2 separate regions of the Mus musculus genome follow, and region 1 is linked to region 2. The links are chromatin contacts, called in public HiChIP or PLAC-seq maps. All regions are on one chromosome and are shown on one strand. The core of a region is the stretch at or near the end of the contact, and the rest is flanking DNA. Distances in the headings are between cores, read along the strand shown.

The links. HiChIP or PLAC-seq counts read pairs in DNA pulled down with a chosen protein or histone mark.
Region 1: an H3K27ac HiChIP or PLAC-seq map of embryonic stem cells shows a contact between it and region 2, with 8 times the contacts expected there. The contact joins the enhancer-like site here to the promoter of Chrna9 in region 2. A contact is called at or near these places in 2 of 39 promoter capture datasets (both in embryonic stem cells), 3 of 15 datasets of contacts at CTCF or cohesin (the NIH/3T3 cell line, embryonic stem cells and large pre-B cells), 72 of 484 Hi-C or Micro-C datasets (B cells, the BV-2 cell line, the C2C12 cell line and 26 more), 17 of 115 datasets of contacts at active chromatin or transcription factors (acute myeloid leukemia, bone marrow-derived dendritic cells, bone marrow-derived macrophages and 3 more) and 4 of 9 other capture datasets (adipose tissue, embryonic stem cells, macrophages and 1 more).

The regions. Positions count from the first base shown.
Region 1 is chr5:66,228,355-66,234,988 of GRCm38.p6, reverse strand. No RefSeq gene overlaps it. Among named protein-coding and RNA genes, the nearest start is that of Nsun7, 28 kb to the left of the region's middle. Within about 2 kb of position 2,393, at least 29 of the 459 cell types and tissues checked have an H3K27ac peak or open chromatin away from gene starts, as enhancers often do. A contact at or near this core is called in the BV-2 cell line, the HL-1 cell line, the NIH/3T3 cell line and 2 more, where this site is marked.
Region 2 is chr5:65,963,627-65,971,025 of GRCm38.p6, reverse strand. It overlaps Chrna9 (cholinergic receptor, nicotinic, alpha polypeptide 9), which reads right to left and starts at 3,902. Exons shown (of 5, transcript NM_001081104.1): 1 at 3,515-3,902; 2 at 3,099-3,244; 3 at 1,757-1,911; 4 at 1-210. The coding sequence starts at 3,578.

The DNA of each region.
Region 1 (6,634 bases), core at 1,144-3,643, 270 kb before region 2:
CCTTCAATGCCAGTACTTGAGAAGCAGAGGCAGGCTGATCTCTGTGAGTTCCAGGAGAGCCAAGGTTACATAGAGACACCCTGTGCCAGAGATATGACTGAGGAGGTAAACACAAAAGAACACACACACACACACACACACCATCACCACCACCACCAATAATAACAGCAACAGCAATAATATAATAATGATAATAATTTAAAAGATAGTTAACGTCACTAATCAGGGAAATTATGCAGATCAAAAATCACAATGAGATATTTCCTCATGCCCACTAGGATGATTACTATTTTGGAACAAAATCAAAATTACAAAATTTCTGAGACAGAAATATTGGCAAGAATGAGAAGAAATAGAATACTGTGATGCCCGGTGGGATACAAAATGGTGTCACTGCTTAGAAAAGCAATGTTAGGTGGTGGCGCACACCTTTAATCCCAGCACTTGGGAGGCAGAGGCAGGTGGATTTCTGAGTTTGAGGCCAGCCTGGTCTACAAAGTGAGTTCCAGGACAGCCAGGGCTACACAGAGAAACCCTGTCTCGAAAAACAAAAACAAAAAACAAAAACAAAAACAACAACAAAAAAAAAGAAAGAAAGAAAAGAAAAGAAAAGAAAAGCAATGTTACTTCTTCAGAAAATATGTAAAATAGAATTAACAATATATGCTCTAAAATAGGTTGGGGGGATGGGATTGGAACTGGGTTTCTGTGTAGCCCTGGCTGTCCTAGAACTTATTCTGTGGACCAGGGAGGAGGTCCGACTGTGGAGGGCCGACTCTCTAGTCTTGAAGTGGACTCTACCACTTCCAGCGTTTGTCAGCAAGGCCCTCATTAGCTCCAGGCTTGAGGCTGACCTTGACAACGGAATTCCTCCTGCCAGCCTGTAGCTAACTTACATGAAGAGCACAGCATCTAAGGATCCTCCCAGACTACATCAGAACTACAGCAGTGGTCCTTGGCAGCCATGCTTCATCTGGATGCCACATTTTTTTTGTTTTTTCTTTGTTTGTTGTTTTGTTTTGTTTTTCAGCCTTCAACCAGACTTTGGGTTAAAGGCATAGGCTGGAAGACATGAACGTGGTCTGGTTCCCTTCCCCACATTTTACTATTCTGAATACCTTTATCCTTTCATCTGTCTCCAAACGCACCTGGAAAAGTATTAACCTAGTGGCCACCCTACACTATAAAACAGAAATGGGAACTAAATCTGGATAAAAGCTTTGGTTTTACCAGCAGCGGCACTTCCATGGTCAGACCAGGAGATGGTAAGATCCAGCAACGGGAAGACAAAAATGATCATTTATTCAAGGGAAAGCCACTCGCTAACCCGGTGGCTCAGCTGAACGCTTATATTTCGGTTGTAACCACCGTTTATGGCCCACGGAGAGAGATCTTTCAGGTAAAGGGTTCAGCTGGCTGTGTAGTAATTACCCCAGGTCTGTCTGATGTTTCTAGTTTGTTATGTTTGTGTAATAATAGTTTAAAGAGGGGATGGGTATCTCCTTGTTTTCTCTTACTTTGAACACAAATGCTGTGGATGAAAACTGGTTGGGTTTCACAGCTGGGTCTATGTTTCTGATTCATAGTTTATTTGATTTTTTTAACAGAAGGTATAATGGATACAGGAGGATTCTTGAAAATAGAAATCATACCCAGGTGGTGATGGTGCACATCTTTAATCCCAGTACTAGAGAAACACAGGCAAGAGGACCTCTGTGAGTTCAAGGCCAGCCTGTTCTATAAAGCAAGTACCCGGACAGCCAGGGCCACACAGATAAGCCCTGTCTTGAAAAACCAAACCAAGGCCTGGAGAGATGGCTCAGCGTGATTAAACGCACTGACTGCTCTTCCAGAGGTCCTGAGTGGGTCCCAGCAACCACATGGTGCTCACAACCATCTGTAATGAGATCTGATGCCCTCTTCTGGTGTGTCTGAAGACAGCAACAGTGTACTCACATATATAAAATAAATAAATCTTAAAAAAAAAAAAGAAAGGAAAACCAAATCAACAAAATATAGAAGCCTTAAGTTCTAGTCCTGATGCTTTCATTTTGACTAGCCACCACTCTCCACTATAGCAGGGCCTATCACTTAATGTGTGTGTTTTCTTCTTTGTAGACCAGGCTAGCCTTGAACCTGAAATCTCATCTCTGCCCCTAGGGTGCTGAGATTATATCTGTGTGCCCCGTACAGCTTAGCCTTGGAACTCTGCCAGCAAAAGGGCCACCTACAGAGTCAATTCTTGACCTTGGATCAGGGCTATGAGCTAAATAAACCCTTTATCTTTATACTGGGAGGAGGAGTGGGCAGGGTGGGGGTGGGTGGGGGTGGGTGGGGGTGGGGCTGACTAGAGAGGTGACTCAGCAATAGAGGGCCTGGGAGGATGACTAGAGAGGTGCTCACCATAGAGAGGACTCGGGTTTGTGTAGAGAACCCAGCTTCAGTTCCTAGAACTCACATGGTGACTCACAAACGTTTATAACTTCAGTTCCAGGGGATCCAATGCCCTTTTCTGGCATCTGCAGGCATCAGACACACAGTGCTACATACATACATACACACATACATACATACATACATACATGAGGCAAACATTATCCATAGTAAGTAAAAATAAGTCTTTAAAAAAATTATTTCATAAAAGCCCAAGGTCCTTATCTTAGATGCCCCAAGCCCAGAGACTGTTAGTTAACCCCCCATGGCTTTCCTCATTCTCTGTTCTTTAAAGTTGCCACAGCCACTTAGTCAGAACAGGTGGATCAGGAAAGCAAAGCCCGATTCTTCACATTCTTAAGCAAGCTTTATTCCTTAAGACTCTGATTTCATAATCTAAGATCAAACATTCACTAGCCAAGGACCAAAACCCATTCTAGTCTGCATGCCACAAGTTGTGAGCCAGCCGACCATTTGCTAAAAAAGAGTTTCTGTATTTATTGTTGAAATATATCAAAAGCATAGCAATATTTCATCACACAAAAATACGTAAAATTCAAATTGCATAATCTCTTTCTTGGAGCATAGCCACGCTAATTTATTTATAGGCTTCTGTTTTTGTTTTTCCGAAGACAGTCTCGCTAGATAAATGGTCCAGGCTGTCTTCAAACTCCTGATCTTCTACTACAGCCCCCAAGTGTGGAAATGACAGATTGTCACCAAGCTCACTGCTTATGAAAGTTGTTGTTGTAGTTGTACAAAGGCAGCACTGGATGTTATGACAGAGACCAGGTGGCCCTTGAAATCTGAAATGTTTAGGAGACTTCGGGAATGTAGCTGAGTGGCCGGAGTCTGAAGCAGATCAATGCTAACACACATACTTGGCACACTTAAGGCCCTGGGTTCAAGCCCCAGCATCCCCATCCTGCTTACAGAATTTACCAGCTGGCTCTATACGGAAAAACGATGACTGAGCCCTGTAGTAAGGTGTTTCACAGGTGGGAAGCCTTTAAAAGTACATAAAATCCATGTTCTGGGGGGCTGGAGAGATGGCTCGGCAGGTAAGAACACTGACTGCTCTTCCAGCAGTCCTGAGTTCAATTCCCAGCAACCAGATGGTGGCTCACAACCATCTGTAATGGAATTCGGTGCCCCTCTTCTGGTGTGTCTGAAGACAGCTACAGTGTATCTTATAAATAAATTAAAAAAAAATAAATCTTTTTTTAAAAAAATAATTCATGCTGGGGAGATGGCTCATCAGCTAAGAGAACTTGCTGCTCTTCCAGAGGACCTGAGTTCAGTTCTCAGCATCCATGTGGCTCACAACCATCTGTGACTACAGCTTCAAGTCCAATTTCTGTGACTAGCTACACATATGTCACACACACACACATACACACAAAATGAAAAAAGTAAAAAGCCTTTTTAAGTGTACAAGATGGAAGTATATCTAAGGTTTTAAGTAAATAAAATCAATTGTAGGCATTTCCTGTGGGCTGATAATCTTTAAAATTAAACTTGGTAAGACCAAATAAATAAATAAATAAATAAATAAACTAACAAATTAAAAACCCAACAACCCTATTCTGAAACAAAAGCTAAGCTATAGTCACAGTCACGCATCAAACGGCTTTGTGCTTCTTTCTTTTTTTTTTTAAAGATTTATTTATTATTATATGTAAGTACACTGTAGCTGTCTTCAGACACTCCAGAAGAGGGAGTCAGATCTCATTACGGATGGTTGTGAGCCACCATGTGGTTGCTGGGATTTGAACTCTGGACCTTCAGAAGACCAGTCGGGTGCTCTTACCCACTGAGCCATCTCACCAGCCCTTTGTGCTTCTTTCAAGCACTGTTTCTTATTCTTATTCTTTTTTTTTTTAGGTTTTAGTTTTAAGATTAATTTATTTATTTATATGAGCACACTGTAGCTGTCTTCAGACACACCAGAAGAGGGCATCAGATCCCATTAGAGATGGTTGTGAGCCACCCTGTGGTTGCTGGGAATTGAACTCAGGACCTCTGGAAGAACAGTCAGTCAGTGCTCCTAATTGCTGAGCCATCTCTCCAGCCCTCAAGCGCCATTTCAAATTTTAAAATGGATGTTCCCATATTCTGGTTTTATTTCTTTAACTTTTTCGCTATATTATTTATTTGTGTGTATGTGAAGATGCATGTGCATAACTGTGTGTGGCACAGTGTGTTTGTGTGTCTGTCTGTGTGTGCCTGCCTGTGTGTGTCTCTGTGAGTGTATGTGTGTGTGTGCATGCCTGTGGAGGTCAGAGGTTGACTTGTGAAAGTCAGTTCTCTTTTTTTAGCATGTGAGTCCCAAGGATTAAACTCAGCTTGTCAGACTCAGCAGCCAATAACTTTACCCACTGAGCCATCTTGCTAGCCTTATATTCTGGTTCCCGTCAGAATTTCAACCACCTCAAATAAAAGAAGAGCCATAGCGCCGGGCGTGGTGGCGCACGCCTTTAATCCCAGCACTCGGGAGGCAGAGGCAGGTAGATTTCTGAGTTCGAGGCCAGCCTGGTCTACAAAGTGAGGTCCAGGACAGCCAGGGCTATGCAGAGAAACCCTGTCTCAAAAACAAAAACAAATAAACAAAAACAAAAGAAAGAAGAGCCATAGGCAGTGAATGAGAATGTAGTTCTCTTAAAAATGTATTTCTTTTACGTGCATGAGTGCTTGCCTGCATGTATGGATGTGCACTGTGTACATGCCCGGTGCCTGTGGAGGTCAGAAGAGGGCATTGGATCCCTGGAACTCCAGTTCCAGATGGTTGTGAGCCATCAGGTGGAGGATTCCAATCTGAATCTTCTAGAAAAGCAGTCAGCACTGAGGCACCTCCCTGGTCCCCAAGAATGCAGTTCTTGGATCATTTATGCTCACGTTTCAATTCTGATTCATGTGACCCAGAAAACACAGCACAGTTCCCTTGAGCCTCTCTTGCTCCAAAGACTTGCTTCAAACCAAAATTCTTTCTAGACAGTCATTTATTTGTATAAGAAAGAAGGTCTGACTGTGTGTCCAAGGCTGACCTTGAACTCCGCAGACTTTTTTATGTTTGTTTGTTTGTTTGTTTGTTTGTTTGTTTGTTTGTTTTTGAGACAGGGTTTCTCTGTGTAGCCCTGGCTGTCCTGGAACTCACTCTGTAGACCAGGCTGGCCTTGAACTCAGAAATCCGTCTGTCTCTGCCTCCCAAATCCTGGGATTAAAGGCGTGCGCCACCACCACCCTGCTCTCTGCAGACTTTTTTAACTCTACCTCTCCAATGTTGGGATTACAGGCCTGCCCTACACATCCAGTTAAAACCATACCCCTCACACCATTGGTTATTTCTTAGTGAGTGCGAAGGGGAGCTGCTCTTCTACTGGAAGGACAGACAGACAGACATGGATCCCTCATTCTCTTTAATGGTCAACACACTTCTTATATGGAATCTTTGGGAATCACCTTTCCATTTTCTAGTTTTTTCTATCTCACCTGTTAGTTTCTCTCAGATACCAAAGGTATAGCTAACTTATAAGGAGGTAGCTAGCAACTACAATTCTAAACACATACTAAAGGTCTTTTTTTCTGTTCTCTATGTTAAAAAAAAAAAATCTGTCATATTCCTACTTGTGTGTGTCTGTGTGATCACCTGTTCGAGCACCTGTTTGTGTGTATAGTTTCTGACACAGACCAGTTCTTAGGGAATGAATTGGAGGAAGGCTGGAGACTGCTCTTGCAGAGAGAGGACCCAGATTCTGTTCCAAATGCCCCATGTTGAGTGACTCAGACTGCCTGTAACTCTAGGTCAAGGAGATCCTACAACACAACACTCTTGTGGACACTACAGGCATCTACAGTCTCTCTCTCTCTCTCTCTCTCTCTCTCTCTCTCTCTCTCTCTCTCTCTCCCCTCTGTGTGTGTGTGTGTGTGTGAGAGAGAGAGAGAGAGAGATACACAAACACACATATACACACACAAACATAATTGAAAATAAAAACTAGCTAGCCTGGCTATGGTGGCACACACCTTTAAGCACTCAGGAGGTAGAGGCAGACAGATCTCTGAGTTCGAGGCCTCCTGGTTGTTTACAAAGAGAGAGTTGCAGGACAGCCAGGGCTACAAAGAGAAACCCTATCTTGAAAAATCAAAGAAGAAAAAAAAAAGAAAGAGAGAGAGAGAGAAGGCAACAAATAAGTAAATAAAC
Region 2 (7,399 bases), core at 2,653-5,152:
CCACTGTCCAGGGCATTGAATATGTCCACCTGGTTCCCATTGTAGGTCCAGGAACCAAAGGTCAGGTTGCACTGCTGGCTGTCGAAGGGGAAATAGGTGACATCCACCACACAGGAGCTTTTGGTGATGGCTGGTGAGTCCCAGGTGATGAGCCCATCGTACCGCAGGACCACGTTGGTGTTCACCGGCTCTGAAGACTCGTCATCGGCCCTAGGAGCAAATGAGGATGATGACAGGCGCTTGCTGAGGAACCTGACTGACTTAAGTCCTGGACTGCTTACTGACAATGCCCTGTGTCTGTCGCTTCAGTATATTTGGCAGTGGGTCCCCATTCTCTGTGAGTTTGGAATCACTTCCAATGTACCCATCTTCTCTACCAGGAGGTCCCATTTTTATATGAACAGTAGAAGAACCCCTCTCAATCCACAAGAGCTTAGGTTCCAGAATAAAGACAGAGGAGGGCTGGCAAGATGGCTCAACCAGTAAGATCACTGACTGTTCTTCCAAAGGTCCTAAGTTCAAGTCCCAGCAACCACATGGTGGCTCACAACCACTCGTAATGAGATCTGACACCCTCTTCTGGTGTGTCTGAGGACAGCTACAGTGTACTTATTTATAATAATAATAATAAATAAATCTTGAGACATATATAATAATAAACATATATAATAATAAATCTTTGTGCCAGAGCGGGCAGGGCCTGAGTGAGTGAGGTTGACCAGAACAAGCAGGGCTGACAGGAGCGAGCAGAGGTCCTAAATTCAATCCCCAACAACCACATAAAGGCTCACAACCATCTGTGCAGCTACAGTGTACTCATATACATAAAATAAACAATAAATAAATCTTTATAAAGATAGAGGAGCTCCCATGGTGATGGGAAGAAGGTGGCGACATTGAGCTTGAGTTAGGTCTGGCTCTGTCTGGAGGATAGCCAGTAGCCAGGGACAACCACTGCTCTCTGGAGCTCGTGGGAACTCAGAACTGCAGGACCACCCTATGACTACTGAATCCAAATCTGAGTTTTTTCAAGATCTCTAGGTGGTTCACGTATGCTTTACAGTCTCAGAAATATGAACCCATGTGCTTTGCTCTGAGCAGAGCCCAAACAGCCGCAAGATAAATTTCCCCTCCACTCTACGGTCTGAAACCCACAGGACAGATTCCAGGCGGCTCTTCCTATCTAGCCATTGTAGCATTTCTGTTACATAATGTCTGGATTGTGAGCAGATTAAATCGTATCTCCAGGAAATTCTCACATAGAAGTCCTAGCCTTCCAGTTTACTGAGGAACAGGGCTAAGTTCGAGTGGTAGAGATCTTGGGGGGCCAAAGCAGGAAGATTGTCAGATTCACGGGAGCTTGATCTTAACAGAAAGATCAAAACAAAGCAACAGCAACAAATAAAACCACCACGGAAGAGGAAGAGGAAGAGAGAGGCAGGAGGAGAAAGGTTATTATAGATACAGTGAGTGAAGATGTAGCTCACGCTGGCACAGGGTGGCCAGCTCAGCCTGTATCGGGAGTTGTAAAAGACGGGATTTGGGCACGGAGAGGACAACGGTCAAAATGATGCTTCTACCACTGCAGGGACACAGAGGACGGCAAACACTAGGCTTTTATGATCTGATACTCTGACCATCTGCGATTTGAATAAGGACACAGGCTCACACTCCACATGTGTTTTAAATGATGTTCAAGTTTGTATTAAATCAGCAGGTTTGTTTCCCAGACCCCTCTAGTGTGGGCAGCGCTTACTTGTTGTAGAGGACAATGTCCGGCCTCCACACCAGATCGCTGGGAATCCTGATGGAGTCCAGCCCGTCATACTGGTCTCGATCCCACGTGAGGTACGCATCGTGCCAAGTTTGGCGGATCCACAGGTAGGCTGTCAGAATCTGATTTCTCTCGTCCTAAGCAATGAATCCAGATGTCACCTTATTCTGTACACACTTCCAGCTTTGGGATACTTGTTCTTGATAGCAGGAATCTCCAGGGTGCCCACTTATTTTCAACCCATAAAGGAGACCTTTTAAAATTCTACCTGATTGATTGATTATCAAGGCCGCATTCAATGCCTTCCTGATGTAGTGTACAAAATGTAAAGGAGACCAGTACTTGCATCTTTATATCTTTCCTTAGGTTAATTGCTAAGTTTTCTCTGAAAGCGGACCAACTAATGATACACTGGAGCCAGGAGACGTGAAATGTCTACCAGGTACAAAAGAAAACATCATTTAAATCTGATAGCTTGTGTAATTAAATATGTATATGGAGGAAATCAGCCATGTCATTTTAAAACACCACCTTCCTCTTTTAAAATTGTGATTAAGGGCTGGAGATAGAGCTCAGAGGTTAAGAGCACCAACTGCTCTTCCAGAGGTCCTGAGTTCAATTCCCAGCAACCACATGGTGGCTCACAACCATCTGTAACAGGATCTGGTGTCCTCTTCTGCCTGCAGGCATATATGCAGGCAGAACACTGTATACATAATAAATAAATAAAAATCTTTTTAAAAAATTGTAGTAAAATCCACATAACCTTAAAGTACTATTTTAGGGGACTGGAAAGTTTGTACTGTTCTTTCCATTTTTTTTTTTTTTTGGTTTTTCGAGACAGGGTTTCTCTGTATAGTCCTGGCTGTCCTGGAACTCATTTTGTAGACCAGGCTGGCCTTGAACTCAGAAATCTGTCTGCCTCTGCCTCCCAAGTGTTGGGATTAAAGGTGTGTGCCAAGTATCTTGAGATAAGCTCCCAGCACCTGTCAGGCAGTGGGGAGCTGCCTGTAATTCTAGCTCAGGGTCCCTGACGCCCTCTTCCGGCTTCTGCAGTCACTGCACTAACATGCTCAAACACACAGGCATGTACATATAATAATTAAATTAAATTAAAATACTAAAACCCATCATCTTAGCCACACTATAACTGTCAGGGGCTTCCAGTCACCTACCACACTGCATAATCATCTCAATTACCTAACTCAAGGACATTTCTGTCACACCCATTGAGAAGAAAACGCCTGTTTTTCACTGTCGCCCTCACCATCAAAGGTCACTGTATACATAATAAATAAATAAAAATCTTTTTAAAAAGACTCACCATGTCCTTTATCTGGGAGAGCGTGACCTGCAGAGTGACGTTCAGCACCGCGTCCGTATCTTCTACTGGACGCAGAGCATTGGAGTAGTCTTCAAAAAGATCGCTAAACAATTTCTGGGCATACTTTCCATTTGCTGTCTCTACGGCTGTTCAAAGAGAAGCACCTGGATCAGCGTTTCAAAATAAGACCAGCTCTGGGGTCAAAATGAGGGATGGAGCCACACAGCTAGGGTAGCTTTGGAATGAGTGGATGAGCTCTTTCTTTCTTTCTTTTTTGGCTGGTCTTACCCACCCTGATGATCAAGAGTCAGAAAGAGGCTGAGCACGCCCATGTGCTCTTGTCTTTCTAGCCCTACCCCATCTCTCACCAAAAGGCTCCAGAGGAGCCCATATGGAGCACTGCGCTAGCCTCTCACCTTTGATTCCAGAAGCAGCAAAATACATCCAGCAAAAGGAGATGCAGGGATGGGGCCGGTTCATCCTTTCCCAACATGTAGAACGTCCCAGCCAGACAGCGAGGACTCCCACTTCTGTCTACAAAGCACCCTCACTGCCACAGTCACAAAACAGATGGAGACTGCCCGCCCTCCCCTCTGGTAAGCTGAGACTGTGGCTCCAGTGACCTTAATGCCAAGAGCTCCGGGGAGGCCGGTAAGCAGGACTGCACTTGGGGAGGTATCATAGCGCATGCAGTTGATTTGGCTTGAAGGCAGAGGGTGCCGAATCCAAGGGAAGCCGAATGACTGGAGACGCAGCTGACACCCAGGGACCACCCCTGCCTTTCTAGCAGCATTTGGAGGCGGAGGGGAAACAGCTGTAGATGGTTGAGCCTCTTCGCTCCCTGTTTCTGAACACCTTTCCATTGTCCCACTGGCATGGATGCTGCGGAGTAAGCAGGTGGGGATAGAGGTGCTGGATGGGAGGAGAAGTTTGAGCTTCTTGGCCATTCTGAGCATCCCTGAATGACAAGACTGACTAGGGAAAATAACAATTCTGTTTGATTTAAAAGCTACCGACCCACACCTATGCAAACGGCACAGCATGGCGGATGTACTAGTGACTGATTTAAAAGCTACCGACCCACACCTATGCAAACGGCACAGCATGGCGGATGTACTAGTGACTGATTTAAAAGCTACCGGCCCACACCTATGCAAACGGAACAGCATGGAGGATGTACTAGTGACTGATTTACACCTCTGCTCAGCTTTGCAGACTCGGAATGTGTCCATTTACCAAGTCAACCAGGCTTTTCCAGCTCTAACAAAACATGGTTCAAAGGCTAACCTAGATCCTATGAAACTGACCTTCCGACCAACGTTTTGCTGTGTTATTGTTCACCACAATGCATCTCCTTTTCTTTCTTTCTTTCTTTCTTTCTTTCTTTCTTTCTTTCTTTCTTTTTTAAGATTTATTTATTATTAGATCTAAGTACACTGTAGCTGTCTTCACCAGAAGAGGGCGTCAGATCTCATTATGGATGGTTGTGAGCCACCATGTGGTTGCTGGGATTTGAACTCAGGACCTTTGGAAGAGCAGTCGGTGCTCTTAACCACTGAGCCATCTCTCCAGCCCACATCTCCTTTTCATTGAAATGTTATTTTATATAATTTCATCCACTTTTCACATAACTAATTTTGTACACACACACACACACACACACACACACACACACACACACACACGTCAACTTCCAATTGCATCCAATTGTAGTATGGGAACTTGCCTGGGGAAGCTGCCTTGGAAACAGAATTAAGATAATTTGGCTGCCTAGGATCAGAGCAAGGAAATTGGATAGCTTGATTTGATCAGGTTACAGGCAGCTGTGAGTCACCCTGTTTCTCTTCAGGAATATATCCTCCACATGGAACAGACACCCTAGCCGTCAGCTACGTGGGTTTCTAATTATCCACCCACATCTGCTCTTTAAGACGACATTATTTCCCTCACTCTCCAGTCTCAGTCATCAGGTGACACAAGCCCTGGGCCCTAGGATCATGCGTCCTTCCACAAACAACTGCTTTCCGATCTCCAAGACTGCATATGCTTTTGGGGTTGTGTTTAATAGCTTGTTTTCCAGTGGGGAAACCAAAGTCCCGAGGTGCACACTGGCCTGTTTCCAGCATCTGGTGGCCAGTGATGGGATTCAGGCCACCTACCCTAAACTGTTATACTGGCAACAGGAACATGCCTGGCTAGGTTTTCAACAGTTCTGCTTTGGATGCGCAGAAGTGATACATTGTTTTCAGGCTAAGACTCTTTCTGCCTTGCCTTCTGCTTCTTTTATCTCCCACAGGAGTCGGAGCAGGCTCTGATAAGTGGAGCTCAGAGAACACTTGGTACTAGCTGCCCTCGTGGCTGCTTTTGGTCACTTGTGGTCAACTCAGTTCATTCTGTGGGTCCCTTAGAATGAAAAAGGAAATAATGATGGTGCAAGCTGATGGTCAGGTCCTAATGGTAACAAAATGCTAATTAAGCCAATGGTTTTTTTTTTTTTGGGGGTGGTGGTGGTGGAGATTGTGTCTTGAGGCCAAGATGCTAACGAATACAAACTAAACTTTTAAATTCTGATATTGTTTCTGGTCTTTCACTAAGATAAAGTACAAATTCCTTCCAAAAATCACTAGGGGAGGGCTGGGGAAATGGTCCAGCAGGCAGTGCATATGCCCCAAGCTTCAGATCTCCAGAACCCACAGGTAGTGCATCTGTAGTTCTGTACTCCTGAGAGGTGGAGATGGAGGACTCCCTGGAGCCCAGGGGCCTGCACTGAAGAGCAAAGAGATTCGGCTCTAAGTACAGGAGCAGCACTCACAGTTGTCCCCTGACTTCCAAAAGCGTGCAGGACACACATGTATCAGCACTCGAATGTAAATGCATGCACATGTACATATACATGCACACACAATATGCAGACACACATAAATCACACGGGGTGGGGGGAGGGAACGACCACCAAATATAAACTCCATCCCTCCATCAATCCCAAGTCATTCTAATCAGAGACCTGGAACTCTTGTTTCCAGGACATTCAGTGGCAGAAGAAATTAGTTGAATTTACTGTGTAAGATTCAATAAGGCAGGGCTGGAGAGATGGCTCAGTGGTTAAGAGCACTGACTGCTCTTCCAGAGACAGCTACAGAACACACACACACACACACACACACACACACACACACACACACACACACACACATATGTATATATGTGTGTGTGTATGTATATGTATGTATAATCTTAAAAAAAAAGATTCAATAGGTTTGAAAAGCAGACAGATAAGATAGCCTTGAGCCTTAGAAAGGATTGGTTTTGTTCTGTTTTGGGTTTTGTTGTTTTTTAAATGTGGACTTGGACCTGGTCTATAGCCGAAACTGGAAGTTCTGCTCCTCCTGCTTCTACCTCCCCGATTCTGGGATTGTAGGCATGTGCCATCTTGCCGGACTAGCTAGCTGAGAAACTTAGAGCAGAGTGCTTGGTCTCTTCATGCCTCCATTTCTTCATTTATAAAATGGGGGTGATTTTAACATTGGCTACCTCTTAGAGGTTTTTTTGAGGAATAAGTGAGTTACTTCATAGTGTTCTAAAAACACTACTTGATTATAAAACTGTTAAATAAGTAAAAAATTACTGGGGAAAGTGCATTCTAATATAAAAATATATAATAATATATTTATATGTATAAGCTAGAGCTAAAATATGTATTATTTATTTATTTATTTATTTATTTATTTATTTCTCTTTCTCTCCCTTCCAGTAAGACCTCTTCTCTCATTCCCTCTCTGGATCTCTGTCTCTGTCTCCCACCCTAAGTGTCTCAACAGACCTGGCTAGAAAACAGTTGCTTTATCTGACAATCAGCTCATACTTTGGGTGGTAGAATTTCACTCCTGCTATATTCTTGTTGTCCTTTTAAAAGAGTATTTGTAATGTGGATATATGTGTGCATGTATATGAGTGTGCATGTATATGAGTATGCATGTATGTGAGTGTACATGTGTGTGCATGTATGTGAGTGTGCATGTGGGCATGTGAGTGTGCATATGAGTTCCCCTGGAGGCCAGAAGAAGGCATTCCAGGTGCCTCGAGTGATGGGAATCGAACTGGTTTCCTGGACGAGCAGCAAGTGCTCCTAGCTGATGAGCCATCGCTCCAGGCCCTGGTTGTCATCACAATGTTACTCTTACTGTTAGCTATCAGTAGAGTTATTTATTTACTTGTGTAGTAATATTTGTGGGTGAATAAGAGATGTTGAGACAGGGTGTTATGTAGCTTCAGATCAACCTTGAGCTCCTGTGCAGACAAAG